Regions from separate parts of the Triticum aestivum genome. Here region 2 is linked to region 1. A link is a contact called in public Hi-C data. All regions are on one chromosome and are shown on one strand. Each heading gives the region's core, a stretch centred on a gene start, on an enhancer-like site or on the middle of the called end of the contact. The rest is flanking DNA. Distances are from core to core; before and after follow the strand shown.

Region 1 (5,187 bases), core at 999-3,498:
TATTACCATCATTTGTGTTGAGTTTCATTCGTATATATGTATTGACCCTCTTCTCTAAATTAGATCTGACAGATGCGGGATGAACTCCTACCACATGATCGCATACGAGCAATACAAGAGGAATTGGCGGGATTCTTTCTTGACCACATCATCCATAAAGCCGGAGAATACCATGTGGAAATTGATATAGACATGAGATGTTAGGGATTGTGAGAGATCTTATATTGTATATATGTAGCTAGTAGCGTCGGATAGATACGAAAACTTGTTGTTCGACCAATCTCTCGTAGAAAGAGAGGTCACTCCTCTCTGTATATGTTCATGACGATCTTGTGTAATTAATGGTTCCTTCATTTGCTTACTAGCTAGCGTGTCGAGTTCTCTCTATATGTATAGTAGCTAGCGTCGACCAAGCACGGAGATAAGAGAGGTCACTTCTCTCTATTAGCTAGCTAACACAATATGAAACCCCTAAATTAACCCTCCAAAACCCCTACCCCCCCCCCCCCCCTCAAAAAAAGAAACAAAAATCCCAGCTGCTGACGCGTGGATGCCTTTTGGTCCCGGTTGGTGTTACCAACCGGGACTAAAGGTCCTCCTGCCTGGACGCCCCGCAGCGGCCACGTGAAGCCCCTTCTGTCCTGGTTCGTAAGCGAACTGGGACTAAAGGTTTTGGGCTTTAGTCCCGACCCTTTAGTCCCGGTCCTAGAACCGGGGCTAATGGGCTGTTTTCTACTAGTGCAATGAGTTAAGGTGGGAGGACGTCCCACCATTCCGCTAGTATCTTTAAGTCTAACGTGTAGTACTGGCAGATGCAACTATCGAATGATCCAGCTTGAAGATGCTGATTGAAATACCACTTCATTCCGAGGAAAACTCTTGTCCTGACCTTCATTGGTCGGGCTCAGCAGCAACGAACTCATGCCACTACCTTGATGAAGATGTTGTCTACTTGCTATTGCACTGGCCTTCATTGGATGGTGTTGACATTAGAATGAGAATCCTTGTCCAGGTCATCTCCAGTCAGGCACGATGACAATGGATTGAGAACGTTAATTGCTACTTGAAGGCGTAGTTGCGGAATAATTTGACTTAATTGTAGGTTTTGCTTTCACATTTTGTAATGGTGCAGTCGAGGTTGTCTTTATTTTGTACTCTCCTTTCCGATGTGCAAAGGCTCGGGGTTTAATCTCCTTTTCGAAACAAATAGTAAACAAAATCTCTGGAAAATGGCGCCAAGTCGTTTCTAGGGTAAATGTTGGAGTTTTTTTTCACGTGAATAAAAAACATTGTATTTCGTTTTACCGTGTATGCTTAGATGAAATGAGCTGTGCTTTCCCTCTGTTTTTTCTGAACGACGAGATTTTTATTTTCAGTGGCGACGCAAACCATGTCCCCGATTTTTTCGAACGGCACCAGGAAAGGCAAATGGGCCGATCGACCGATCACCGGCAAAGGGATCACGACAGGCAGACGCCCGCATGTGGCATCAACCATAGGTACCCAGCGACATGATTCGCCGGAAAGAGCGCGCGAGGCTCCGAAGAAGAAATAGAAAGACACCGCATTTAAGCGGCGGCCAGAATCCGCCAGAGCCGCCGCTGTTGATGTTCATCACCGGCGGGCCGCGCGCGTACCTGCCCTCGCCTCGCCTGACCTCACCTGTGAGAGAATCAAATATGATTTGATTTGAGACGACGTACAGAGGTGAGCTAGCTGCTGGCCTTCATGGCGGATTTGACCGGAGCTAGCTAGCTGTAGGGATTTATGCCGATCGAGCTGGTGAAACCGCTGTTCGCAACGGCTCAGTGGGCATAAATTCTGAACAGTGCCGGCTCCAGCTTGTTGTCACGGGATTGCTGGCGGCTTTATTATACACGAAAAGTCGTGAAGATATGTTGGCAAGAAACATGGCAACGAACCAAGTTAGTAGGGCAGATTAAGCCAGACATGCGCACAGAAAGGTTAGGTAGATTTTCAGGTATGCTACCCTTTTTTCTTCATCTCCAACCATGTGTTCCTGATATACATATATATGGCCAGACGCAGATGGTTCAGGTGTGCACGGAACGGATGTTGACTAATTATCAATACAAATCCTGGCCAGTTCCCATCGATCAGCATCACAATATCGATAGCTGTTATCACGAAAAAGACGACGACGGTGACTTGTCAGAAGCAAGCCCCAGATGCATCTAATGTATACACAAATCACAAATGTACACTCTGGAGTCCCCGTCGCGTATCAGCTTCGAATAACGTCGCTCTCCGCCAAACAGTTGCGCGATGCCGACATAATTTGATTGCAGCGGACATGCATTATCGGGAAAAAATCAACATACTGGCATGTCGGCGAATAAAATGCCTCTATAACTAGATAAACAATTTTGCTAAGTCTCAATCGATTGAGACTTCGTTATGTGTCAATCAATGCTATCATCCTTTGATTTTGCATCAAGATTCGCACACAAAAAATATTTTAATTTTTCTTTTTCTTCTTACATACTATATGACTTGGCTGAGACGTCGACTGAGATCTAGCCACACGCCTGGATAAAACCAAGTATAACTATTGATGACTATCAGATAAGAGTACTACACCGAACCAGAGCGCGTGTAATTAGAGCGTGACTGTAGCTCTGTACCAGGTGCAAACGACGGCGAGTGCTGCTGCTTAGAGCATCTCCAGCCAGGCCCTGAAGAAGCCTCCCCAGGTGCATTTTTAGACGCCGGCGGGCAAAAAACGACCCACTCGGGGCCCCAGGAACCAGTTTTGCGCCGGTTTTGACGAAAGTTACAGCCGGCACGCCCATTCCAAACCCAGTCCCCCGGGAGGCAGCTGGGAACGCCGGCATCTCTTTTTCGCATGCAACGGCCCACTTGCCAGCCCCTCTTTCTCCCCTCTCTCTCATCTCTCCTCTCCTTTCTCTCTTTTCTTTCTCCTCTCTCCTCTCCTCTTCCTTCCACCACGGCACCACCTACCACACACAGCCGGAGCGGGCCTCGCGCGGCCGTGGGGGCGCACGCATGGCCAGGGCGGGGAGGGGCTCGCGGAGCGGAGCGCGCATGGCCAGATGGGGAGCCATGGCGGCGCGGCGGCGAGGCCGCCACTCGTGCTCGAAGAGTTCATACCGACGCCGGATTTCGAGGCGTCGGCGCCGGAGCGTGGTGTCCGGCGTGTCCGGCATGGACCAGGGCACCTGAGCGTGGTGTTCGGCGTGGACCAGGGCCGGCTCCAGTCCAGGGGCGCGCCGAGGCCGATGGGAGCATGCCGAGCCGACGGCCCGCTCCAGGTCTAGGTGCGCGCCGAGGCCGCCGTTGGGAAGCGCGGCTGGGCGCCGTCCCGGGTCCTCTCGAGCCAAATCCGCCCCCGTCGAGCTCTGCCTCCTGCTCTCCGTTTTGAGCCGCCCGCGGCACACCTCGCCGGCGCCGTTTCCGCAGCCTCGGGAATCCGTCGCCGTTTCCGCAGCCTCGCCGGCGCCGGCCGGACGCCGCTGCTGCCGCCTGCTTCCAAAGCCGCCCTGCAGCCTTCGCCAAGTCCGGCCCCAGTCGGTTTCGCCCCCAAGCACGGGCTCTGTGCATCCCGCACGCTGTCGGCTGAGCAGGGCCTCGCCTCCATCCATGTGTGTCCGCGCCTTTGCCGGTTTGCGAGTCACCGGCAAGCTGCCCCGGCCTCAAGTTGCCTCCGCTGTCGGGCTTCACCGGCAAGCAACATCGCCCCCCGCCGTGCGTGGGCGTCGTCTTCTCCATGGTCACCCCACGAGTCACGCCCGCGTCCACGCTCGTCGGGTTCCTCACCGGGCACGCGGGGCACGAGGACGGAGCGGCGGCGGTCGAGCTCGGTGGGCTCGTGCGCAGTGTGTTCGTCGGTCGGGTGAGGGGGCGGCTGGAAAATTTCTTGTCCCAGATGCAAAAAATCCGCCGGTGCCTCCCCAGGAGGCCGAAAAAACGCCTCCTGGGGGGCACAACGGCTGGAGATGCTCTTACTCTTGCAAGCACAGACTCATCACTCCATATGCATATCTGCTGCATGCATGGCGATCCAGTAAAATAAACTGACAAGGATTCGTCCAAGACGACGGACAGATCTCCCTGTCCTCCTGGCTCCTGCTGAGCACAGTGCATCTAGAGTCGGACTTGCAAATCCGGCCCCTCAAACGCCTGCGGGACGCATTCGTGGGTAGTGACCGGGCAATGGTCTTAAATTTAAATAGTTGCATCCGGACATCTATACTAGATCTCAAATCCATACAAAGACATGCAAACTAAAATGAACGTACATGCTACGTCGATCACCTAGCTACTCGTCGTTAGAGATGTCGACGATCTCCGTGCCCGACTCTGGCAACATGGGCGGCAGGTGCAGCTCCGGCGGCTCCGGCTGCACCGCTCCGGCCTCCTCCATCCCTATCTCCGCGTCGAGTTCGGCGAAGAGCGCGTAGGACGCCGCCTGCTCCTGGCGGACGAACGCCCGGTTGGCCTCCACATAGACCTCATTTTGGATGGACTCCAGGATGGCCTGCTGCTCCGCCATCTCCTCCGACTGGGCGACGGCGAACTCCGCCTCCGCCTGCTCCATGTTGAAGCCTGGCAGCTCCGGCTTCTGCTGCTCTGCCTCCTCCACCTCCATCGGAGCCATCTCCTCCTCCTCCTCTTCCCCCGGCTGCTCCTCCTCCTCCTCCTCCGGCTCCGGCGAGTCCAGAGGTAGCCCGGCAGCGATGCGGGCGGCGCCCGCGGCTTGCCTCGCCCGGATCTCATAGCGGCGCTCCGGCGTCAGCATGGCGTAGTAGGTGATCTTGCTCCGGACCATGGCGGAGTGCCGGAGCGTGGGCAGAGCATCGAACCGTGGGCAGGGCGCCGGAGCGGGAGAGTGAGGAGGTGGTGGGCTCAGACTGACGGCGCGAAGAGGGTGGGGGAGGTGGATGGGTTAGGGTTGCGGGACGCCGGCCGGCTTAAATAGCCGGATTTGGTCTTGCGCGGCGAGCCGGAGCGGCGCCACGCGGCGTTCACCGCTTTGACAAACGCGGCATTCGTCGGACAACCGGGTTTCCTGGCGTTTCCGCGTGGGACTCCGCCGTCAGACCAATGTGGCGGGCATGCCCGCGCGTGCCCGATCACCCCATATCCGCCTCATATTTGCGCTGAATATGAGGGGTGCCGGTCAGCCCAGACGTTTGAGGCCCGTTT
Region 2 (5,187 bases), core at 1,663-4,162, 380 kb before region 1:
GTTTTCATCGCGGGGTACATGAAAAATACATGGAAAACACCTAAATTGGTACTCCCCCCGATCATGAAAAAATGTCGCAGTTTTGAACGGCACTTTTTTTCGATCAAAGGGAGTACCTTTTTTTTTTTTGACTATTTACTGTAGAGCCACAGCCCAACAGTCTTTTCAGTCCAATTTTTTTCCAGAAAATTTCGCTCACACCTGCATAAATCTGCTTCTAGCACGTAGGCATGAGGTGTGACTAAGGTCGCTGCAACCACTAGGCTACATGCCCGTTTGTGATTGGTCACGCTTTGGACTCAGTTGCCACATCTGTTATGTTGGCTTAGCATATCATAATCACGGGAAAATGGGTAACGAGATAAACATTGTCACAACATCGCAAGTTCGTGGTAAAAATGTGGCAGAGAAAATTAAAACGCCTTAAAAATACAAACAGGCAGAAAAATGAGAAATTCGCTTGATGTGTTTTGATACCATGTGAAATCAAGAATTTGGATTTTTTTTCTTTTGGGCGAAAGAATTTGGATCTCTTAATCGTGTTTTTCTAATTTTAATTCTCTAATCCGGGTGCGATCCCAGGAAGCCCTAGAGTGCAGCACACAGGAACACAAGATGTTCTACCGGAGTATTATCGTAATCGAACAAACGCCATCGTCCGTGACACGCCTCGTTACTTGATCCGTCCGTTGGGTTAAATAAACAATCACAAGAGTCAGTTAACCAACCTTTGTTCCATGGATATCGTTACCAGGAAGCTCTGCAGGAGGACGAGGAAACAGGAACACCCCGTGCCAAGAGAGACAAAGAGAGATCGACAGGGGATCGTCGCCAGATTTCTCCCCGCCAAACCGCCGCCTCGGGCGGCCGTCGCGTCCCGCTCCGCCGCATTTGTTTAAGCGCTCCGGCGATGTGGCCTCCCCGCGTCCGCTCAGCCTCCGGATTGTTTACTCGCCGGCGAGCGGCTCGAGCCTGCCTGCGTCCATGATTCGAGACATGACTCCTCCCCTCTCCGACTACGGGAGGCATGCATACGCTCTCGGCCTGGCTCCTGTCACTTCTCGCATTTTTCTTCTTCGTTGGAGCAGTAGTGCCTATAGCTAGCTAGGCTTTGCTTGACACGCATGCAAATTGGTTGGTGGCCGTATCCTGCCGAAAAGATGGGCACAATCTCAAGTTACATGCGGCCTGGCGCTGGTAGGCAGACATGCATGGATCTACCCGTACCATCATTATTAAGCTGTTTATTTGGAGCAAATCTGCACCTTAAAGTTAGAGTAGGTCGTTGGATAAGACGGCTAGGCTATTACTTTAGATCTAGCTAGGGTTGTGTTGATTTGTTCCAACGGGTTGCTGCTGCCGGAGCCAATTTGGCGAACCAGGAGTGCTCACAGGAGGCGAATCATTGGGGCCGAGCCGCCGAGCGGATCCTTCACGAGCACTACTTCACAGATCGGACGGGTCACCTGACGGAAGGGTCTGAAACGGCGAGGACTTCTCTGATGGCCTTCTGTTGCCAACTGAAGTGAGGAACGGTGTAGCTATCGGCTGTTCTCCTGAACAATCCACAGCTTTGTGGGGGAACCGATCCGGCATGATCCGTGTGACACGGCTTAGCTCCGTGCTGTCAACTCGCGCGCGCCTAACAGGGTCGTTGTCTAGCTCGATTCGCCATCAGCTAGGACAAAATCACTGTTTTGAACTTTTTGGAAAAGTTAAGCAGGATTTGACCCCACATTGAAAGTATTTCACGAATCTGACCTTTTTCATCACGCCTGCGACGGCGGCGTTATGCTCCACACTATAGCGCCTCGTCTCATGGCGCCATGACGCTGCCAGCGTGGCACCGTCGGGCCCAGAGCTGCGTATCATAACGCCGGGCGTGGAGGCGCTATAATACGGCCCAAATAGCGTCGGGGTCTGCGGCGCTATGCCTCGTTGCCTTGCAGCCGCAGCCGGCCCACCACGCCACGCTCGAACAGAGACGGCGGCGGCGGCGGCGGCGCCCCTCTCTCCCCTTGTCAAATCTTCACTCAAAATCGGCTGGATCTTAAGCTTTTTTGGTGGATTTCGTCGCCCATCCATCCCTAAAGGTATTCCCCTCCGATCCCCTCAATTTCATCCGACAAAACCATCACATTGGCCCTATTTTTGCATGTTTAGGTGAAACCCTAGTTCATCATCATGTTACAGTTTTGTATGGATTATTGTGATTGTATTGAGTAAGCATGTTTAGGTGAAACCCTAGGGGCTCCATGGTTCTATCTAAATCAAAAATCAAACTTGGCTGATCAGGCACATTGAAGCAAAGGCTTCCTTGCTGTGTCAGTTTATACTAACATTCATAGCTTACACATTTTGGGCGGCTCTTGAAAATTAAAACAAGGATTAACATTCCTAGCAAGACTGCATTAGCTATGATCTGATTAGCTAGTAGCGGTGTATTTAAGTACACCCGCTGAAAGAGTAGTCTAATTAGCTAAATGCAGCTTTGATGTTTCTCAAGACACAAATTGGTGCTACTACGACAATTGGCTAACATCGGCAGCATTTTATTATGCACCTTTGCCTTGTATGTTCTGAATGATTAAAGTTATGATTCTTTTTTTCAAATAAGTAGGATGACACTTCTCAGTGAGCATTATGATAAGGGTCACCGTGGGCGGCTTATGCCGGATGAGAGACAGGTAATACATATTGATAATGCTAGTTCATACTTGTTAGTACATTGATGTTACTGCCAATTGAAGTGTTCAAATGAATCTGTCAGTACAGTTGAATATTTTGTCACTGATTTATTCTAGTTTGTATTCTTAGTTTACATGGATCTATACTGTTCTAACTTGTATTTTTGTAGGTCTTTTGTCCCCTGCGCCTAAGGGCTCATGAGGCTTCATCCAATAAGATGAGATATGATGAGCGGTACACACAGTACATTGAGAGGCTGGGACTCCTTCCGTTCATCCAGCTTGTCACTCGGTCGACGCCAAGCATGAACCCTTGTGCGATCACCGCGCTTGTTGACCGCTGGAGGCCGGAGACTCACAGTTTTCACCTCCGGACTGGGGAGATGACTGTGACTCTCCAGGATGTTTCGATGATCCTGGCACTTCCCATCGAGGGAGTTCCTGTTTGTTTTAGCACTGGTGCTGCTGGTTGGCGCGCTAGGATGTTTGAGCTTATCGGTGCGCTTCCTGCGGTGCCGGAAGACCCGACTAAAAACCACTGAAAAAATAGCGCGCTATAACGCCGCTAATAGCACGCTATAGCATGTAGAGAATTGTCTCGCTAAATAAATTAATGTACAATACCTCGCTAATAGCACGCTATAGTACGCTAATAGCATATTTTCAGAGGCGACGCTATTTTTGTAGCACGCTATTTTTTCCATTGCTAAAAACAGAGTCCCCGCCGGCGCGACTTATGTCTGGATTGTAGAACATTTTAGCCAATGCCCCGATGATGCTAGTGAGGAGATGGTGCAACAATATGCACACGCATACTTGTGGTATGTGATCTCGAGGACTCTGTTTGCTGATGGTGGTGGCAGGACCGCTCCGTGGATGTGGCTGAAGGCATTATCTGGTTGGGATAGTAAACAGAGCTGGGGTTCGGCGGCACTGGCCTACTTGTACCGTCAGGTAATCACTTGTACATATTTTTTCATGATATTACACCTCCAGACATTCTCTAATCATACCGCTTGTGCCTCTATGTGCAGTTGGATGAGGCGTGTTGTAGGCGCAAAGATGAAGCTAGTATTGGTGGTCCGTTGGTCCTACTTTCGGTTTGGATGTGGGAACACTTCTCAGTTGGACGACCGAGAGTGATTGGTTACGACACCTGGGATGATCATGACAACCCGCTACGGAAGCCTACATGGGCGTACAAGTGGGACAAGGTTTCAGAGTTCACTGGTGACCCAAACAGGATGTACAGGGAGTACACCAATGAGTTTGACACGCTAACCTCGGAGCAGGTAATAATTGTCATGTTAATATTGAGATTTCCCAGTTTGTCTGAGTTTTTTTAATGTTGCATATTATTGTCATAAAAAAATGTTAACATTAGATGCATATCATTAGCTCCAATTTTTTCTATTGGCTCCCTGCTTGTTCTATTTTGTAGGTGACATGGCAGCCATATGGAGCGTGGGACAATTTTGCTTTCATCCCTGATTTCCAGTTGAACCCGAAGTGCACGGAGGAATCACATCTTTGGCTGATGCGGTGCCCATTGATATGCTTATATGCAGTCGAGTTCCACCTTCCACAGCGTGTGATGACCCAATTTGGGTTATTTCAGGATACACCGCCGAAGTGGAAGGACACGGGTGTCGCGCTTCACGGGTGAGAGTGCATCTTCTGTCTTTAGCATTGTAATACTATTTCAGGCTACTAATACTTGTCATTGTCAATATGAAGCTTGGACAAAATGAAGCAGAAGAAGATCAAGAACTGGGAGTCATATCATGACAAGTTCATCAAGAAATGGAATTACGTCGTGAGGGTGGCTAATGATAACCGACAAGTACATCTCCAAGAGTACGATGAAGCTGCATTTGATAAATATCTTCGTTGGTTTCTTAGCGAGTCCCGTGTGGAGTTATGCCCGCCTGCTTATGAGGAGGGCATATTGGAGGCGCCCACAGGTTTTGAAGGGACTGCCAACCTTGAGTATAACAGGCTCATCAGAGAGGGCAGACAAACCGGATTCGCTCCTGTGATCAACTTTATTGTAAGTTTTGCCCCTTTCGACGTATCAACATAACTAGAGCTCTCTTGTTGACATGTTTGTTTTCATAGCGCACTGAGATCTCACGCCAGATTAGTGAAGCCGGCCAAGCACTCGCACAACCTCAGGGTAGGGATTCTGAGAATGCCCTTAGAGAGTTTGTTAAGGTATGTCGTGAGAGCTTTTTGTTTACATGTTCTGTGTTCAAATCCAATAAAATCTTTATTTCGCAATGTCACAGTGTAGCGCTACTCGGTTACGTTCCTTAGCTCATCTTCTTGGTTGCCGTACTGTCAAGGCCGACATGCCCACCCAGTCGAGGTCCACTTCTTCTGAAGAGGAGGTATGAAATCTGTGTTACCATATATTTTTTAATTCTTGCATATAAAATATTCATCATGCTGTGATTGCATAGACGAATGTTCCCATCATCATGTGTGCACCCGTATATAT

Evidence for each region. A called contact is a pair of places that touch in the nucleus more often than the background predicts.
Region 2: a contact with region 1 is called in a Hi-C map of leaf, with 2.5 times the contacts expected there. The contact joins the promoter of LOC123167891 here to the enhancer-like site in region 1. A contact is called at or near these places in 3 of 5 Hi-C or Micro-C datasets (leaf and an unstated tissue).

The regions. Positions count from the first base shown.
Region 1 is chr7D:575,015,137-575,020,323 of IWGSC CS RefSeq v2.1, reverse strand. No RefSeq gene overlaps it. Among protein-coding and RNA genes, the nearest start is that of LOC123167690, 160 kb to the right of the region's middle. Within about 2 kb of position 2,248, at least 2 of the 8 cell types and tissues checked have an H3K27ac peak or open chromatin away from gene starts, as enhancers often do. A contact at or near this core is called in leaf, where this site is marked.
Region 2 is chr7D:575,393,288-575,398,474 of IWGSC CS RefSeq v2.1, reverse strand. LOC123167891 (serine/threonine-protein phosphatase 7 long form homolog) reads left to right here and starts at 2,912. Exons shown (of 6, transcript XM_044585755.1): 1 at 2,912-3,641; 2 at 3,722-3,979; 3 at 4,129-4,349; 4 at 4,425-4,737; 5 at 4,976-5,077. The coding sequence starts at 3,477.